Linked DNA regions of Rattus norvegicus: regions 1, 3 and 4 are each linked to region 2. The links are chromatin contacts, called in public Hi-C and HiChIP or PLAC-seq maps. All regions are on one chromosome and are shown on one strand. The core of a region is the stretch at or near the end of the contact, and the rest is flanking DNA. Distances in the headings are between cores, read along the strand shown. Region 1 holds the start of Cpt1a (carnitine palmitoyltransferase 1A). Region 2 holds the start of Ccnd1 (cyclin D1). Region 3 holds the start of Ighmbp2 (immunoglobulin mu DNA binding protein 2). Region 4 has its middle 24 kb from the start of Mrgprd.

Region 1 (2,824 bases), core at 177-2,676, 470 kb before region 2:
TTTGGCAACAGACTTATTTTCCCAACAACAAAAATTCTTGCAACAAGAGCTTAAATTGGCATTAATTCAAGTGTGCAGTAATCCTTTTTTAAGCCTAGTAGGCGGGTCACCAGCTTAACACCCGCCTCCCATTTTCTTCTCTCCTGAGCTGAGGATGTATCTTTGCCTGTTCCCAGGCTGTCCCTTAACTCCCAGATTCGAGTGACTTTTCCCTCCTTCAGGGAACTGGACATCTGCTAAACACACTTTAAAACGAACGATTCATCTTGGACTACCACTTTATTCTAAACTAATTCAAATGCAGACTTCCTCTAGTCGTAAGACTCTGGCCTACCCGTAAATATCTATGCAGAGTGACTAAACATATTTTTCTAACCAAATGAAAAAAAAAAACCCTTCAAATGGTCAAAGTACAGGAGAGTCGCGTGGCTGTAGCCGCCTGCAGATCAAAACTACAAGTTCAAGGCGCTGGGGGAGGGAAGGGCACTAGCAACCGCGGCTTCCCGCCCCGCCCCTTCCACCCACCCGGCCAGGGTCACGTGATGGCTGAGAAAAGTAGGGGAAAGGTTACGGGAGCCCCGCCCCCGTGCTGGCGCGTCCGGGGCGCTCGGATCCTGTTCCACCGGCCGAGCCCACGCAGGCCTTCCGGAGCGACGCGTCGCCGCTGCCATCCCAGTGTACTGCCCGGGAGCCACCGACCCGCTTTGTCCGAGGACAGATGTCGCATGCAACAAAACAGCCTGCCAGCACCGTGCCTCAAAGGGTTTCACTGCGAAACCCAAGGGGGTAAAAAACAAAAAGTAAAAAATTACAGCGCTTTTATGAATGGGCAAAATGGGCAAGAGGAGTCAGGGTTGGGTAAGCTCCGGCCAGCGCCCCAAACTCCCGAGAGAATCGAGCCTGCCCGTTCCGTGACCACTGGGTCTGAGCCAAGCGCAGCGGCGGCGGAAGGGAGGCGTTCCATCCCTCATCTGCAGTCAGGTGGCTTTCTAGCTCAAACTCGAAAGGTTTTGTCTTGTGCAGGAAGCCGCTTCGGCCACTTTTGATACAAAACCTGACCAGCGCTTGATTCCAACGACAGTTAAGGAGTTCAAAGCCCGGCATGATGGTGCACGCCTATAATCACAGCACTTGGGGTTGCAGGAAGGAGATCAGGGTTCAAAGCCAACCCTGTGTACATCGCAAGCTGGAGGCCAGCATGTGTTCCATGAGACCCTATCTCACTTTTTAAAAGTAAATAAATAAGGTAGAAGAGAAAATTCAAGTGTAAGGTTAAGTCTAGCGAGGCATACTAGTTAACAAAACAATAATTTACATGACAAAAGAGCTCTTGTGCTTCAGCAAAGCCAGTGCAGCCATAGACTCTGAACCCAGACCGTGCCCAGACCTACCTATTGCTCTGCACTCCCCGGAGCAAGCACTGTCCTCCGCACCACAGTCCTCTGCTTTAGGTCCTCACTGAGCTCGGAGTCGACCGACTAGGGAGGTGGTGGTGGTGATGTATGCTTGCTGGCACAAATAAAAGGCCAAAGCTGTGTTTTAGTCATTTGGCTTGTGGTTTTGACAGAGATAAACACGCTTGAATATCAGGAATGACCAGAAACCAGACGCCTGTGCGACAAAATGCTGTAACTAAATACGCGTTCGAAAAAGCTTCTAGACTCAATTTCATTTTATTTGCAAACTTCCAAAGTTAGCAGTTTTCGACTAAAATCTGTCCTTGGACAACTATCTGAATGCACGGTACAGAAAGGAGCCGAGCGGGAGTTGGCCCGGAGTTGAGAGTCCTGAGCCTGATTGTATCTAGCCTGGTTCACACTAGGAACTTTTTAACTCCTTAAAAACGTGAGCATTCATCTGTGTTCTGTGACATCAACGAAAGCCAGACCCGAGACGAAGGGTACCGGCTGTTAGGGCACATCGGGGCTGCCCAGACCGCGCTGTCAGGCTGTCCCAGGCCAAGTTCACTCAGGCCGGGTCACGTGACACCCCCACCCTCCCGGGCTCTGGTCCCAGCGCGACCTTGAGCAGTCTCTGGACACCCACCTGCCCTTGAACCTCGGGCAAAAGAGAGGGTGAGGGGTGCGCAACACTTGAGTATATGCACCAAGGGTGTGTCCCGAAGGCTGTACTGCAGGGACTCGCGCGGGGAGAGGGCACCGGCCACCTGCCAAGTCCCCTGGCAGAGCATCCTTTCTACTGCGGAGCCCGACCCTCACGGACCCTGAGAACCAATCCACCTGCAGGATGGCGAATGGAAAGAGCCTGGAAAAGGGCTCAGTGTCCACACTGGCCCCAAGCCACCCGCGGAGTGGGGAGATGGGGTCGGAAAGGGAATTTACGCCTACTGGTCAGGGACCAAGGAGTCATGCCTAATCCTGAGCATCCTTCACTGGGTAATGAGGACCCCAAAACACGCGGTGAGACATCAAGAGCCGTGGTCCCATGCGTCCGGAACGGAGGCATCTTGCCCAGTCTGGGGACCAAGCATCTTTCCTCCCGTCCCGGGATCCCCAGATCCGTCACAGCGCGGGGGAAGGGGTGCCCTCTGCTTCTCCAATGCGCGGCTCACGCGTACCCCACGGGCACAGTCTGGGTCTCCCTCCACGCTCCCAAAGGTGATACCAGCGCGCCCAGTTCAGGGCGGTGCCGCAGCGCTGCCCTCCCGGTGTCTTACCGAGTCTGTGGACGGCGGCGGCGGAATGAGCGAGCTGAGTCCGAGCAGGGGCGGGCGAGGCTAGGCGCACCGACGCGCGCCGCGGGTGATTGGCTGAGCCCAGCCGGGCTGCGGCGCGGGCAGGACGGGGCGGGGCCTGGACCAGGC
Region 2 (2,995 bases), core at 1-2,500:
GGTGGTGGAACCTCTTCATTCTAAAAATATTTGACTATAAATTTAAAATAGGCTTAGGGATCCATTCTGGTATCCACGAGTATCTATAGAATGTCTTTAAATATCACCTTATCGGCTCACACATTTATCTTGATTCTCACCAGTCCCCACCCCCAAACTCTGTAAGGCTGCCCCAGCTGCAATTCTAAAGGTGGGGGAACACAAAACACACCCCCAACGAAGCCAATCGGGAAGCTTCCGGTGGTCTGGTTCCTGGAAGGGCAACTAATACTTGCAGCGATTTACTTTTCTTAATTAAAAAATAAATTACACAAAGAGCCTATCGTGTCTCAACCTTTCCTTCAAAGATTTATTTTTCTCCGGCAGTGGAGGAGGGGGATACCAGAGGACCCTGGCCAGGATAAACCGGTCACTGTAAGAAGGCAAATCTCAGACCCCATCCCCACCCCCACCCCACCCCCAGCGAGGAGGAATAGATGAAGGAAATAATGGCCACCATCTTGAGCTGTTGCTGAGATTTTCGGGGTTTTATTTTATTTTATTTTTGAGCGAGTACATGCCAGGCTGGGGACCCTTTAAAGCTCAAAGATACCCCTCTGGCCCTTTGCAACCACCCCAGTGCGCCAGGAGGGAGCCTGCACGAGAACTTAGGGCTCGTCTGGCATCTTCGCCTGTTACACAGTTCCTGAATTTTACACGTGTTGATGAAATTGAAAGAAGTCGAGGACGACGGGATTTCTTAGCAATCGGTCCGCCCGTGGGTGCCCTCGTGGCGTCCTCGGAAACGCGCCCATTCTCTCCGCTTAAGTATAGGGTGTCCTTGCACCCCCCACGATCCCCTTCCATACATTCTTTCTTGGCTTGCGTGTGGCCTGGCCTCCCTCCTAGCTGTCCCCCTGTCCAGAGCCGCCGCTACCCCACCTTCACAGGTCTCGGAGGACCCACTTGGGGAAAGAAGCCCCCCTCCCCATTGCCCTTGCCCCGCTCTTTCCCAGCTTAGAGAGAAGCAGTCCCGGCGATTTGCATATCTACGAAGGCCGAGGGGGGAGGGGGCAGGCTTTGGGTTTGTCCCCCCCCACCCCCGCCGCTCACTGCTCCCGAGCCCCCTCCCCCTGCGCCCGCCTCGGCCCGCCCCCCCTCCTTTTTCTCTGCCCGGCTTTGATCTCTGCTTAACAACAGTAACGTCACTCGGACTACAGGGGAGTTTTGTTGAAGTTGCAAAGTCCTGCAGCCTCCAGAGGGCTGTTGGCGCAGTAGCAGAGAGCTGCAGACTCCGCGCGCTCCGGAGACCGGTCGTAGAGCGCGAGGCAGCGCGCGTCAGCAGCAGACACCGGAGCCCAACCCGGACCACAGCCCTCCCCAGGCGGCCGCGCCATGGAACACCAGCTCCTGTGCTGCGAAGTGGAGACCATCCGCCGCGCGTACCCTGACACCAATCTCCTCAACGACCGGGTGCTGCGAGCCATGCTTAAGACTGAGGAGACCTGCGCGCCCTCCGTTTCTTACTTCAAGTGCGTGCAGAGGGAGATTGTGCCATCCATGCGGAAAATCGTGGCCACCTGGATGCTAGAGGTGAGAAACTACAGGCTGCTAGCTTGGGACCCCCTGGCAACTTGTTGCTATCACCGACATCTTCTTCCCTTCTCTTCCTTTCCGTCACGGATTTTTCCCGGTGTGTTGCTAGGACTCGGGATTCACAAAATAAATAGACACTTTCGGGTCCTTTTGAACGGGAAAGGTTTAGGAGTTGGGGCGATAGGAATTTCTTTTCCTGGTGGGGGGGGGCAGTCGGGGAGGGGTGCCTTCCAGGGAGGACCGTGTCAGAGACACCACAGAGGATGCAGGCTGAGCTTCTTCTGTGGCCCCCGCTTGTGCCCCATTCCTGCAGCGCCTCAGCGGGGGCCGCCCCTGCGCGTAGCGCCAGCTAAGGGGGGAGGGGGCATAGATTTGATTTTTAAATTAATATCCATGGACACGTATGCAAGGGCCGCTCGTGCCAATATTATGCGCCATCTTTGCTCCTTTATTGCAAAGCAAAAGTGTTTATTAATAATTGGGGGCAGGGCGGAGAGTGGCAGAAGGGGCGCTGGGACGGGCACGAGGGGCCTCGTGGCGGCCGGGAGTCACTAAATAGGACACTGTGAGGAATATTTGGGGGTGGGAGACTCTTTGTTCAAACAACGGACCCCTGGGCACCCCGCACACGCTGCCTGGCCCAGAGAAAACGCTAGACTGCAAGGTCGCGTGGCCCCCTAGTCACCGAGATTGACTGTTGTCCGTGCGGGTCTGCATTTGGGGGAACCTGTCTGGGTCAAGCCGGGGGACCAAAGCACATTTTCAGTTGTTCAACAGGAGGCTCAAGGGTTCCAAAATATTTTAAAATAATTTTTAAAGTGAGTTATAATGCCCTTGCAGAGGCAAACAGCGCCCGCACCCAGCAAAAGGGGGGCCCCCGAAGTTTGAGTTGCTGGGACTTATCCCCCAATGTCCACCGAGCTCCTGACCCTCGGCTTGGATCAAGGGTAGCCCTATTGTTATTTTCAGGCCGTTTTTAGGCACCTAGTTATTTTTTAAATATTTTTAAATATTTTTTGAAAAGATGACGTCTGGGAAATGCAGCGCGGCGGCCTGGGACGCCACCTTTGTGTCTCGCGTGCGCTTGAGCGGTGCCCAGCCCCCGGCGCTCCGCCAACCCTACGGTGGGCTTCCCTGCCTTGTGGCTTCCTAATTTCAACGGGGACGGGGGTCTCCGTGGCCACCACTGCCTCGATCCGCCGCGCCAGCTGCCCAAGGACTTTCCCTTTCAGTTTCATGATGGGTGGGTACTGGGAACCCGCAGGGCTAGAGCGCATCCCCCGGAATTGGCCACCGGAATCCCTCTGTGCAATCTATAAAAAGGGTGCGGGGTCACATCGAGCGACACCCCCCTCCCCCGTTGACGGTCAGGGTCCGGGTTCCCGCAGGTCTGCGAGGAGCAGAAGTGCGAAGAGGAGGT
Region 3 (2,810 bases), core at 197-2,696, 430 kb before region 2:
AATCTGTTTCTCAAGGATTGGGTTATGCCCCACCTTAACTACAAATGGCTTTACACTGCCTGTTCCAGAAAACAGCAACCATACCCTTGTTTCAAAGTTATTATGACTACCTGTTGTTATGACCACCTTGCAAGGGCACCTTTGCTTCAGAAGGTTATTATAACCAATTTGTTACGCTATGTTCTGCTTCTGTAACCCCACCCCTCACTTGGAAACCTTCTACTCCTGAACTATAGAAACCTTATTTCATCCATGTCCAATGCTGACCTCCTGAACCCTGCCTTAGGCAGAGGAAGCCTGTGTACCCGAGTGAAAAAGCATGCTTTAATTAATTTGGCCATGATGATTTGAGTTGGTGGTCTTTCTCCTGGCATCTATGGATTAACATCTGAACTCCTCTTCTGGACTCCAAAAGCACCTTCACTCAAGTGCACAGAAAAGACACGCCCCTACCGCCACACAAACAAACATCCCAATAAATCTTTTTTAAAAAGGAAACGAAAAGGTATTAGACAATAGTGGCCACCTGACATCATCTGCTCTCCACACCAGCATGTGCACCCACCTACAAACGTACATACACATAATACATACACAAACCAAAAGGTCTGGGTCAAGAGTACACTGCTTAGTTACTAGTTATGTTTCAAGATAGTTCATTCCATGGTCTAAGGTCCTAACATTAAAATCACTCACTCCTTTTTTCAACATCATTTTTTTTCTGATCCGAGGGTGGCTAGCAGCCCGAGGACAATGGTCCACATTCAGGCTCTACTTAGCAGCTTCTAAGTTGCATCTCTACGTATGTATGACCCTGGGTAGGTCACTTCTCTAGGCCCATTTGTGTGTCTTTATTATGGGACCTAAACATAAGTTTAAGAGCACTTGTCAGTATTAACCAATGAACTGAAGGAACCACGTTCTCATACTCCAAACCCAGTGCAATATTCACGACGCTCGCAACCAACACACCAGGTACCAAGGCGAACTCAGACACACATGCGGCAGTCGGCAGAAGCACCGCTAGTTTCCTCCCACACCAGGCCTCCCTGGTCTCACCAGGTCCGGGTCCCTGGGATGCCAAGATGCTACGCCTACACACAGACACCAGCCGCCCGAAAAAGCCCGGCAATACGGAGGCCGCTATGGCAGCCGCCATTTTTCCACAGTAGCAACCGGAACCGGAAGCGGCGCGAACTTTGTGCGTCAACGCACAAGCCCAGTAGGGAACACCTGGAGGAGGGAAACAGGGATCCTACTGCAGATCTGCTTCAAGTCACTGGCTTGGCAGAGAGTACAGGAAACGGGCCGGTCGGAAATCAGTACCCTGGCTGGCAGCGCAGGTCCTTTGCGGACTATGGTCCGGTGGGGAACGCGGTCCGACAGGAACACGGGTCCCAATGGCCGAGCAGGAAGCATCAGTCAGGGGCTGCACCACGGAGCAGATGGACTCGTCCACCGTGGAGAGTTTTGTGGCCCAGCAGCTACAGCTGTTGGAGCTAGAGCGGGACGCCGAGGTGGAGGAGCGCAGGTAGGTTTGGCCGCGGGTCCCAGGGTCTCTGTAGCTCTCCTTAGTCACCGCCTGGAGCCGGCTAGTATTCGCTGGGTCAATGGGCAGCACACGGAGTCGGCCCTTGGAGAAGACTGCAAGACCGCATAGCGTCGTCACTTCGGGGCGTCGAGGCAAAAGGATTGGGAGTTCAAGGTCATCTTTGCCTACGTAGTCAGTTTGAAGTCAACCCGGGCTATAGGAGATCCTGAAGTGAAACCCACCCCACTCGTGTGTGTGTGTGTGTGTGTGTGTGTGTGTGTGTGTGTGTGTGTCTGTCTGTCTGTCTGTCTGTCTGTCTGTCTGTCTGAACAGCCTCCTAAAGGAAAGTCAATGAAGCCTGTGTTATGTATGGTGGCTGAACATTTCTGAAGAGCCATCGTCTTTCAGGGGAATATCTACAGCCTGCAACAGACAGAGCCACCACTTCTGTATCCCACAGTGCAATCCCTGGGATGTATTTCCCTAAGGATAGACAAAGGCTGGTGAAGTAACTGGCCCAGGGTAACCCATGTGGAGGCAGGACTTGAAGCCAGTCTGTATGATTACACCTGCAACCATTGATTAGTTGAGAGTCTGTCAGTCATGATAAGTGAGAGTTTTTGCTGCTTGGGCTGTGTGACTATGAGATTATGCACTAAAATTTCCTATACTCTCTGTGAAGGCATGTGATTCCCACACCACATGCTTGCTGTGAGAGTGAAGGGATCTGCTTCAAGTCAGACTAGGGCCTTGAACCACAGTTAGAGTGTTGGTGGTAAGAAGTAGAGAGGGAGTCAGGTGTAATGGGAGGGCCCCCAAAAGACTTGATGACAGATGGCAAAGAGACACGATAAGACTCAGTTGGCTGACCTGGAGCAAGTTAGGCAGTACCTGTCCTGGGAGCTGTGGGAGAGGTTGGACTGGAGCAGAGCAGATCCGGAGTTCCTCTGGGGCATGCATACCTGATGCCTGTAAGCAGAACTCCTTTCCCGCCTGTGCAGGCACAAGCAGTGAAGCCACTATCCTTGGTGTCTTCTAGGTCCTGGCAGGAACACAGTTCTCTGAAAGAGCTTCAGAGCCGAGGGGTGTGTTTGCTGAAGCTTCAGGTATCGGGCCAGCGCACTGGGTTGTATGGACAGCGGCTGGTCACCTTTGAGCCCAGGAAGTTTGGGCCTGCAGTGGTGCTTCCCAGCAACAGCTTCACCTCTGGTAGGTGTTCGGTATAGTTTTGTATTGACCATTGCTGGTGGTCAGATGAGGGCTTGTGCTCTCTCAAGGG
Region 4 (2,764 bases), core at 206-2,705, 400 kb before region 2:
GCATACTTGCAGAGGTCAGCACATGTGTGGGAGTAAAGACGCCAAGCAGCAGTCAGCCTCTCCTCTATAACGTGTTTCCCAGGATCACTCAGGCCCTCAGACTTGGTGGCAGGCACCTTTCCCTGCTACATCTGGCTTTCACACGGATTCTAAGGATCTAAACTTGGGTTCTCATGCTTGAACAGCAAGCGGTTTGCCCACGGAGCTGTTTCCCTAGTCCAGCACATCTGTTGTTGCACAGGATCTGTGCATTTGGGCATGGAGATTATACTGAACCCAGGTCTCTGTCCACTGGGAAAGACTAGGTCTCAAATTGCCACTGGGAGCTGCTCCCAGGTGTGGCCCTCCAGGAGGAGCTAGGCTTGCACAGGCTAGGGCTTGAGAGGATGTGGAGTACTGATAATGTCCATACCATCACACTAGTGTGTGGCTTCTCCAGGTACACACACACACACACACACACACACACACACACACACACATATACATATGCACACACACACACAAACACACATATGCACACACAAATATACAACACACATATACACATGCATATACACACATACACACACATACATGCATGCATGCATGCTCCCCCCCCCTCATCGAGACTGTTCAGAGACTGTTAAGTTACCAAGCAGGGAGGAAGAATGACCACACCGTTCTTGGAAGAGAACATGTGTGGTTTGGGCCCCTGCACATAGGTCTTCATGCCATTGCCTGTACCGTGTCTCTACATCCCACAAGCCCTGTCTTGGATGATCACTACCCTGACTGTTGCTTCATTAAAATGCTGGCTTCAAAGTCTGTCTGTCATCCCAGAGAGCTCTCATTAGGAAAATGGCCAATTGCTTGAAAAATGTTTTATGGCCTGACTGGGCAGGTCAGCCCAGGAACTGGAAAAGGCAGCCAGATGTCTCCCCTGCCGGCCCTGTGAGCTCTGGGTCACTGGGACACAGCCTCCCAGGAGGGAGGGGCCCACATGGGTTGGTTAAGGGTAAGGGGTCTCTTGGGGAGGCCCCGGTGGCCCTGGCCCTGCCTCCTTGGTATTGAGTCCCTTTACACTTCATACTACAGCCCCAGGTTTGCCTGGACTTGGACCTCATTTTCCTCATTCCTAAAATGGGGCTTTACAAGACCCACTTCACTGGGTAGTTGTGAAAGTTAGAGAAAGTCTAGTGCCAGATGCTGGTGACAGTTTAACCAGTCTCTGACTGGCATTACCACTGTTCTCTGTCAAAGCCTGTGTAGGGGACTGAAGTGGCCACAGTTCCAAGACAGTGCTTCTCCGGCTGGTCGGGGATCACCAGTATGCTTCTGTAGGATCACCCAGAGGGGTGGCCTCAGTGGGCTGCTGGGTACCCAGCTGCTTCAGGAGGTTCCAGGCCAAAGTGACAAGCTTGGCACTTAGAGGGAATTTCACTCTGTGCCAGGAGTTTGGCAAGAGCTGCGGCCTTATTTGGTCTGGAAACTTCTCGGAGGGAAGGCAGTGTGGAACGGCCAGTGGACCTCTAATGGGCGGGCAGAGATGTGGTCATTTCCCAGGACAGGATCTGGACGTACTGAAGTTCTCCATCACCAAGTCCTCATCCAAGTGTGCACCAGACCCAATGCTACCTAGTGTGGGACAGCAGACAAGACTGGCTACTACACCCTCCCTGCTTTTCTCTGTTGAGATGGCTGCCTTTGCCCTTCCCCACTAGAGCCCCAGCTCAGGGCTCTGCCTGCCCTCTGCTGCCAGGAGTACCAGTCAAGCTTCACCAAGGGCAGTGCCCTCATCACAGTTTACCCTCTGACAGTGCAGAATCCTACAGTCCTGGTCCCCACCCCAGGTCTTCTGTGTGGCTTGTGGCTAATCCCCATATCTTCCCACAGTCTCAGGAACCATGGATCCACTTTCTGCACTTGACAATTGACCTATTTTGGAAACTTCATTTCAGTACACAGTTCTTGCCTTCAGCTATTTTACTTGGCACCCTGTGTCCGAGGTTTGCCCAGGTTGTATTACACATCAATCTTGTTCCTTATTTTATTTTTCAACACATCAAATTACCTTTATTTCGGTATGCATCCACATTTCAACATTTAGTGCTTGTGAACAGAGTGGGGAACATGGCAATGAGCCAGTAGGCCAGGTGACACAAACATAGAGTGACACAGAGCTCCCACTGAGGGTCTGAGGAGCAACACTGAAACCTGACTCCACAGAGTCAGTACCTTATGTTCCAATTGTCAGGCTCCACACCAGACCTGATGGGTGGCCAGGCTCACATGAGAGCCCTTGTCCAAACCAAGCTTCAATGTGTAAAGCCAAAGGGATCATGGGAAAAGGAACCAACTCAGATCCTTGTGCACTCAGGACTCTCCACATGGCCTTCCTCTAGGTACAGCAACCAGGGGTCCTGAGCCCTGGCCGGTCTGAGTTACCTGTGACTGCTCTGTTCACCTTGAGACCTGAGCCCAAAGCTCACAGGCCGATGGCAACAGGGCAGAGGACCTGGCACTCCCTTCCAAGGCTGGTGGCAAGTGAACGAGTGTGTCCTGGAGCTAAGGGAGGAAAGCCAGGTTCTTCCAACCTCATCTGATGGCTTTGGGTCACAGCACAGTGTTGTGTGGTGGTCAGCAAGAAAGGAGGTGAGGATGAGGGGGAAAAACAGCAACCCTGATAAAAGTGGGGAGACAGGAAGTTCTGAATTCCTCACCAGTAGCCAATTTCAGAGGGAGCGGATGTTACAATCTAAGCTTTGGCCAAGGGTGGGAGTCA

Evidence for each region. Hi-C and Micro-C count contacts between places; a contact is called where the count stands out from the background. HiChIP or PLAC-seq counts read pairs in DNA pulled down with a chosen protein or histone mark.
Region 1: a Hi-C map of liver shows a contact between it and region 2, with 2.4 times the contacts expected there. The contact joins the promoter of Cpt1a here to the promoter of Ccnd1 in region 2. A contact is called at or near these places in 1 of 12 Hi-C or Micro-C datasets (liver) and 1 of 1 datasets of contacts at active chromatin or transcription factors (oligodendrocytes).
Region 3: an H3K27ac HiChIP or PLAC-seq map of oligodendrocytes shows a contact between it and region 2, with 5 times the contacts expected there. The contact joins the promoter of Ighmbp2 here to the promoter of Ccnd1 in region 2. A contact is called at or near these places in 2 of 12 Hi-C or Micro-C datasets (frontal cortex and hepatocytes) and 1 of 1 datasets of contacts at active chromatin or transcription factors (oligodendrocytes).
Region 4: a Hi-C map of liver shows a contact between it and region 2, with 2.3 times the contacts expected there. The contact joins the enhancer-like site here to the promoter of Ccnd1 in region 2. A contact is called at or near these places in 2 of 12 Hi-C or Micro-C datasets (frontal cortex and liver) and 1 of 1 datasets of contacts at active chromatin or transcription factors (oligodendrocytes).

The regions. Positions count from the first base shown.
Region 1 is chr1:209,994,762-209,997,585 of GRCr8, reverse strand. It overlaps Cpt1a (carnitine palmitoyltransferase 1A), which reads right to left and starts at 1,426. Exons shown (of 19, transcript NM_031559.2): 1 at 1,392-1,426.
Region 2 is chr1:209,526,065-209,529,059 of GRCr8, reverse strand. Ccnd1 (cyclin D1) reads left to right here and starts at 1,250. Exons shown (of 5, transcript NM_171992.5): 1 at 1,250-1,572; 2 at 2,964-2,995. The coding sequence starts at 1,375.
Region 3 is chr1:209,957,206-209,960,015 of GRCr8, reverse strand. Ighmbp2 (immunoglobulin mu DNA binding protein 2) reads left to right here and starts at 1,446. Exons shown (of 15, transcript NM_031586.2): 1 at 1,446-1,531; 2 at 2,571-2,740. The coding sequence starts at 1,446. Mrpl21 (mitochondrial ribosomal protein L21) reads right to left here and starts at 1,323. Exons shown (of 7, transcript NM_001107567.1): 1 at 1,060-1,323. The coding sequence starts at 1,159.
Region 4 is chr1:209,931,237-209,934,000 of GRCr8, reverse strand. No RefSeq gene overlaps it. Among named protein-coding and RNA genes, the nearest start is that of Mrgprd, 24 kb to the right of the region's middle. Within about 2 kb of position 1,455, at least 8 of the 93 cell types and tissues checked have an H3K27ac peak or open chromatin away from gene starts, as enhancers often do. A contact at or near this core is called in liver, where this site is marked.